2 separate regions of the Zea mays genome follow, and region 1 is linked to region 2. The links are chromatin contacts, called in public Hi-C maps. All regions are on one chromosome and are shown on one strand. Each heading gives the region's core, a stretch centred on a gene start, on an enhancer-like site or on the middle of the called end of the contact. The rest is flanking DNA. Distances are from core to core; before and after follow the strand shown. Region 1 holds the start of LOC100284792 (gamma response I protein). Region 2 holds the start of LOC103633333.

Region 1 (3,666 bases), core at 1,028-3,527, 130 kb after region 2:
TATTGACATGTGACAAACATAAGTAAAAGCATACTTTAAATAACTCACTTTACTCATTAGTGATACAAAAACTTCAATAGACTCTTTATTGTTGTGCTCAAAACCCTGTAATAGCAATACATTCTTCTCAATAATTGCAAAATCTGCACCATCTGCTCATACAACCAAACAACACTTAAACTGGAATACTTCAGAGAACACATATCCTCACGGGACCTCCTCACTTCATTGCTTCCACCTAAATCAGTTCTCCGTTTATGAGGCAACATCTTAGTCTTGACATTGAGTATCTAGGCACAAGAGCAACAACAAAAAAAGAAAAATAATACTCAGATCGACTGGACATTCCCTGAATAAAAGGTTCGCATAAGATTGAGATCTTATTTTCTTTATTTATGAGAACAAATAATTTTAGGAAGCTAAGTGATCATAGTGAAAGACAAACCTCTATTTTGCGATGATGGGAATGCGTGTAACAATTAACTCACAAAAGAACTCAATGACCTCATTGGTTGTCATAAACTTTTGTTCTCTAATTCGTGTTCAACCTGCATAAATGCCAAATTCATATATTAAAGAAAATCACAAGTATCATAGGAACACCTAGTACACAGGAACAATAAATCACAGACACCCACTAACAGGACTTGCTAAAATAAAAAGCTATTATGATCAGCAGGACCACAAGTAGTTTAATGAGCTAAACTATTAGCTGAAAAGCGAACAAATGAGTACTGTGTTCTAATAGCCTAGAACCAATAGGTTGTAAACAGAGCGCACAATATATACAGAAGATTAATGATTATGTTCATGGATTGGACCAAAAAATAAAAAGCAATACTTGATAGGCCACCACATAGTTAACGCTTGTAGCATGACTCCAACCAAACCCCATCGACTGAACTGGAGGCAAGGTTAACCTCGCTCTCAAAAGAACACTGTCACAATTATCTAACAGCCACGAAATCTACGAAAAACAACGGCACGGAAAGGCAGGGCATGCGGATCCAACAGCGAAGGAGGCAACCTTTTGGGTTTTGACACAAAACACCTGCTCCTGGTACCAAGAAACAGACAAACATGACTGCAAGAAGTTTCAAAGGTTCGTTGTTCCGCTTACCAGAAACATGGGGTAGTCCGATCGTGGCCAGGAGGTCCGCCCTAGCGAGCGCTGGCGCCAGGCGGATGAGGGTGGGGCTCCGGCTGGCGTAGGCCCCGACATTGGACGCAGGCGCCGAGGAGGTCGGTGGCGCGTGCTTGGAGGGGGAGACGGGGAAAAAGGAGACTGGGGAGTTTGACGGGGGAGCGGCGGGATACGGGTCTCTGGGGGGCGGGGGAGGAGGCACCGACGATGGGCGGGATCCAGATCTAGGGGCGAACGGGGGTGGGGCGCTGAGGATGGGGCAGTCGGGCGACATTGACAGCAGAGCTTGCGTGATGACGGAAGCGGGGGCGGGGGCACGGTGTCGCAGGCGGAGGCATGGTAGCGCCGGGGCACCCATGGTACGTGCTTAATAGAGTAGTATATATTTGAGCTCTTAATTAATTTTAGTTTAAAAATGAATAAAGATAGCGTCTGATGCTCTAATCTAATATGTTCTACTCCTTCCGCCACAAAAATGTCGTTTTACTTTTTTGACATCAAGTTTGATCGGCCCGTCTTATTCAAAATAATTATGGAAACGTAGAAAAATGCAGTTCACAGCTAAAGTAAGTTATATGATAAACTAATTTAGAATGAAAATAAATGATAATTATAAATTGTTTTGAATAAACGAGCTGATTAAACTTCATAAAAAAGTCAAACGACGTTCTTTGTATAACGGAGGGAGTAGTTCTTAAGTTCTATATCGCGTAAAATTTGAAGCTCATTATTAGTCTGTCTCCAGCATATTACTATCCTATCCCTTATTTTATTACCTATTTTAAACTTTACTTTATAAATAGTATCAAACAATTCCGCGTTCTATATTTTACACGGTCCTAAAAAAACATTCTTAGACTAACTCCACTAACGTCATGCCTACGGGCATGTATAATATTGTTTTATATATACACTGTTTGTATATAGAAGTTTAAAATAAAAAGTGAGATAACGATTGACAAATTACTACCTGATTATGGCCGACCCCGGAGCCAGAACCCGTAAACCCGGCGGGCCCGGTTCTGAGGGCGAAGCGCACCGGCACACGCGGTGACGTGGAAGGCGAATCGGTATCCTCCCGGGCCCGGCAGCCGGCTCCTGCCGTCATATTCTCTCCCCTTCTCCGACCGATCCCCACCTCACACGATACTTTCCCCCTCCACTAGGGTTCCCCGTCCGTTCCCCCTCGGCCGCATCAGGTAAATTACTGGTCTATCCGCCCCGCATTCGATCTGATCCCGTGATTCAAGCCCTTGTGCATCGATCCGGGACTCCTCCACCTGCAGATCTCCGCGGCGGAGTTTCGTACCGTATTTGTCTTTGCAACATTCGAGTTGATTATTTTGGAGGAGTCGCTCTCTAGGGTTGATTGAGCGCTGTTGTTTTTTTTGTGCGACGACGGTGGTGTGTTGATTGGATGTTGAAAGAATTGTAGCTGTTTGAGGCGGCAACCAAGGGCCGCGGAAGCATCTGTGTCGAGCCATGGATAAGGGGATCTTCACCAACGATGGCTCCTTCATGGAGAGGTTCAAGCAGATGCAGCAGGAGGCGCAGGAGAAGAAGGCCGCTGCTGCCTCTGCCTCATCGGCTCCCAAGCATGCGAACCCCAAGCAGGGGTTTGCTGTTGCGGCAAACAAGAGGCCATTCGAGCTGAAGAACGCTGCTCCGGTAGCCTCAGCTGGTAAGCTGGCCTTTAGTCTCAAGAAGGCCAAGGTCGCCGTTGCACCTGTGTTTGCAGCCGACGAGGAGGATGAGGATGCTGTGGATGTTGAGAGGGAGGAGCCCGCCAAACGCCAGAAGTCTGTGCAAGCTGATGCTCCTGCGGCAGCTGCCGCGTCCGGGGCTGTTGGTAATTATTTATATTTATTAATTTCTTGCTGTTTTACTGTTAGCTTGTTTAGTGAAGGCGTTCTATGGGTTGTAGTTTCCAATTTTCCATCGCATGATTAGGTTTAAACATGTGATAAGGCTTCTAATTCAGTAACCGAGACAGAACATCAGTGATATATTACCTTATAGCTTTTCATGCAATTAGTGTTTTTTCATCGAATTCAGTCACGGATTTAGATTATCTCATTGAATTTGACGCAAATCATTTCACACGCATGCGACATACCTTAGTATTTTTACTATTGAAGTGAGTTCTAATTTCTGATATCTGTTCCCAAAGTATTACAGCTGGTGCAGATGATTGCATTATCAGTTTCTATGTAGAGTTTTTTTATTCCATTTATTTGATGGTGTTGTCCTGGAAGTATTGCGATTCTGAACACATTTGATAATGAAACTAAGTAATAACTATATGGTTTGAATTTAATTTTCTTACATACTGATTATTGAAATCTCTAAAGGACCGTTTGGATGGTCGGTAATATTTGAGTTCTTTATGGTTACTAAAATATACCATAACATTTAAAGCTTCAAGGTGTTTCGATACAACGATGTAGTTTTACATCCAATTACCATGTTATTTTGAGTTCTTGAAGAAAACCTATTCAAAACTCATTTTCCCCATTTTTTTT
Region 2 (3,416 bases), core at 543-3,042:
GGCACGATCAGGGGAGTTCAGGATCTTGTAGTAGAACACTGAGAAGTTGAGAGCAAGGCCAGATCTGCAAGAGCAATGTCCTACAAACCCCCCCCCCCCCCAAAAAAACCCAGAAACTATGAATCACAATTAATAAGATATGTACACCTTCATCCTATCAACATGTACACCATGGTCCAACCTGAGCAGCTTTGTAGGCATTCATGGTGCTCTCCGCAGCATCCTTCCTCTCTGCACCAGACTTGAACTCAGCAAGGTACCTGCCAAATCATCATGTGGAGAAATCAGATAACAATATATATGTGCTGTAGGGTAGGGGGTAAAACCATGAAACACAATTTCACATCTTTCAACCATGCATTACAGGAGACAGCACATCATCGTGCATCATACAGGGCAAATTCATAGATAAGCAACTTCAACGTGCAACATAAATAAAAGGACAACAACGTGAGATCTGCTAGCGATAATGGTATACCTGTGGTAGTCACCCTTCATCTTGAGGTAGAAGACCTTGGACTCGGCGCCGCCGGCGGATGGGACGAGGTGGGAGTCGAGCAGGGCGAGGATGCCGTCGCAGATGCGGGCGAGCTCGGTCTCGATCTTGGAGCGGTAGGCGCGGATGGAGGCGGCGTGCGCCTCGTTCCCGCGGCCCTCCTCCTTCTGCTCGATGGAGGAGATGATCCGCCACGAGGCCCTGCGGGCGCCGATGACGTTCTTGTAGGCGACGGACAGCAGGTTGCGCTCCTCCACGGAGAGCTCCTCCCCTCCGCCGGATTTTGGTGAACTAATCAGGCTATATGCCCTAGATTTCTTGATTGAGCGATTGCACATTGGTTGCACAGTCTACGACAGAGAGAAAGAGAGGGGGGAGACACCAACCTTGGCTTCGAGGCGTGCGGTGATTCGGCCATGGAGGGAGTCGCGGAGGCTCCTCATCATGCGCAGCCTCCTGTGGTACTCGACCAGCCTGCGGAAGTGGATGTTGCTCCTACCTCGCGTTGACGCACGAGGCGCAACAAGACGGCAGGTTGGATCCACCGCACAGCCGCCTCGGCGGGCGGCCGCTGGAGCGGATCGAGGCATCCGCGCGGCGCGGTGCAGCGCCGGAGTGATTAGGGTTTGGTGAGGGAGTTGGCTGCCCGCCCAACGCACGCGGAGGACAGGAGAGGAGGCGACGCGGGCAGGTGAGGTGCGCAGGCAGGAGGGCAAAACAGGAAATGAAAAAAAGGCAGAACGCAAGGAGACAGCCTACCCCTTGCAGCCTTAATTAGTAGTATAGATATAGATTATTATTAAGTCTGTTGGTTTACCGAAGAACTAATCCTGCAGCTATGTGCTAGCCCAGCCCAGCACAAACAGGGCAGATTTTTTTGGTACCACGCGGCCCACCTATTCCAGCCCAACGGGCAACGGCAGAGTCGATGAGAACCAACGATGGAAACGGCAGAGCCAAACGGACTTCTGTCGCTTCGGCGCACGTGTAGTTACTGCTGCCGTGCTGCGCACCAAACGACATGACGACGCGAATCCCCGGCTCATTAACCACTTAACCACAGCAGCATTGCCCTATATAAACACACACGGATCACGGATGGGATGCAGTTGCACGATATTTCTCACTCCATTCCTCCGTTACAGGTGGCGAACGGGACCGATCCATGCACGCGCACGCGGCAGCCGTTCGAAATAGAGATGGTAATGGGTATCCGAAACCTAAAATTCAATGAATTTTTATCCTATTAGGATACGGATTTGAGTCAATTTTCATATCCATGAGTTGGCGTCGGCGATGATGCGATCGGACGTGCGCGGGGGCGACGCGGAGGAAGAGGTGGACCGGAAGCCGGTGATCAAGCCTGGCGTCCACGTGACGCTCAAGGTGCAGGACACGGCGGGGCCGACCCAGGAGCTGCAGGCGCTCATGGACGCCTACTACGCCAGCGTGCCGGACGTCGCGTACGGCACGGGAAGGTTCCTGTACGACGGCGGGCGGCTGACGGGGGCGCACACGCCTGCGGAGCTCGGGATGGAGGAACAGGACGAGATCGACTTCTTCACCGAGCTGTTGGGTGGTGGCGGGCGACGTGCTGCTGCTGAACCTGGACGCCCGGTGGTCGCGTAACTCCCTGCTCATCGTCGTATGACTTAGCTTTGCGCGGGCCTGGGAGGAAGGAGCACACTGCTCGCTGCTCATATCGTTGTGCGCGCTTGCTTTTGATGAATCTGATGAAGTTATTATGCATCGTTACATCTATGGCAAGTGGTTATAACATGGTCTAAAATTTCTTCCTTTTGTGATGGGAACTTCTTTACCCTACCTTTAGAAACGTTTTAGTCCTGTTTAGAACCATAAAACTAATAATTAGTCAACTAATAAATTATTAGTTTGGTTTAGTCAGCTAATAAACTAATGGTTACTTGTGATATAGCTAACAATTAACTGCAGTATAAGCTGATCGTGTTTGGAACCTGCAACTAATTTTTAATACCTAACTATTAGTTCTAGAAGTTTCAAACAGATAGGGGTGTAAAGGTATGTATATTATTTGTCTGTATTCGAATTCGATTCGTCTACAAGGCTAATATCTGATCCGTATTTGAGTCTGTATACTCTATCTGATTCTTATCAGATCTTTATCCATATCTTTATTCTCAACATTGGATATTTAAGATGTTGATATCCATTCAAATCTTATTCGACACAACTTGATGTATTCATATACAATTGGATTCTAAAGAAAAAAATATGATAACAAATATGAAACAGTAATTAATGTTCGTGCGTACTCGATTCGATTACACCATTACAAACAGAGTCTTAGTGACGCTTCACGCTTGTCCAAAATAAAAGAAAGTCAAACATCCTGCATAGTGCCCCGTTAGCTAGGAAGGTGTGAGATCAAATTTGTTCAGAGTCGACTGCCAAAATTTTCAGAAAAAATTGATTCTAGTTTGAAAAAATGTTAGTGCGAGTTAATTAAGTTTATGAAGCGAGCTCTTGCGAACACAAGCAATCACAGAGAGAAGCAACACAAGAGACACACGATTTTTATCCCGTGGTTCGGCCAAGTAACACTTGCCTACTTCCACGTTGTGGCGTCTCAATAGACGATGGTTGCACTCAACCCCTTTCAAGTGATCCGATGATCAACTTGAATATCACAGTCTTTCCTTTGAGATCTTTTCCCGTTTGCGAGGAATCTCCACAAGTTGGAGCCTCTTGTCCTTACAAAGTATTGATCACAAGAAGCACAAGAGTAAGAGAGGGAAAAACAACGCACTCAATATTCAATCCGCAGCACACACACACGCACACAAGCAAGACTTGAGCTCAAAACACAACACATGGAGTTCACAACTCGAACGGAGCTCAAATCACTAACTCAACAAATCAAATGCGTGGAGGCGGAGTC

The links. A called contact is a pair of places that touch in the nucleus more often than the background predicts.
Region 1: a contact with region 2 is called in a Hi-C map of endosperm, with 2.9 times the contacts expected there. The contact joins the promoter of LOC100284792 here to the promoter of LOC103633333 in region 2. A contact is called at or near these places in 5 of 25 Hi-C or Micro-C datasets (bundle sheath, ear, endosperm and 2 more) and 2 of 3 datasets of contacts at active chromatin or transcription factors (leaf and seedling).

What each region holds. Positions count from the first base shown.
Region 1 is chr7:169,080,714-169,084,379 of Zm-B73-REFERENCE-NAM-5.0, forward strand. LOC100284792 (gamma response I protein) reads left to right here and starts at 2,278. Exons shown (of 9, transcript NM_001157687.1): 1 at 2,278-2,343; 2 at 2,580-2,993. The coding sequence starts at 2,627.
Region 2 is chr7:168,952,528-168,955,943 of Zm-B73-REFERENCE-NAM-5.0, forward strand. It overlaps LOC103633333, which reads left to right and starts at 1,793. Exons shown (of 1, transcript XM_008655051.3): 1 at 1,793-2,285. The coding sequence starts at 1,793. The coding sequence ends at 2,125. It also overlaps the pseudogene LOC103634358.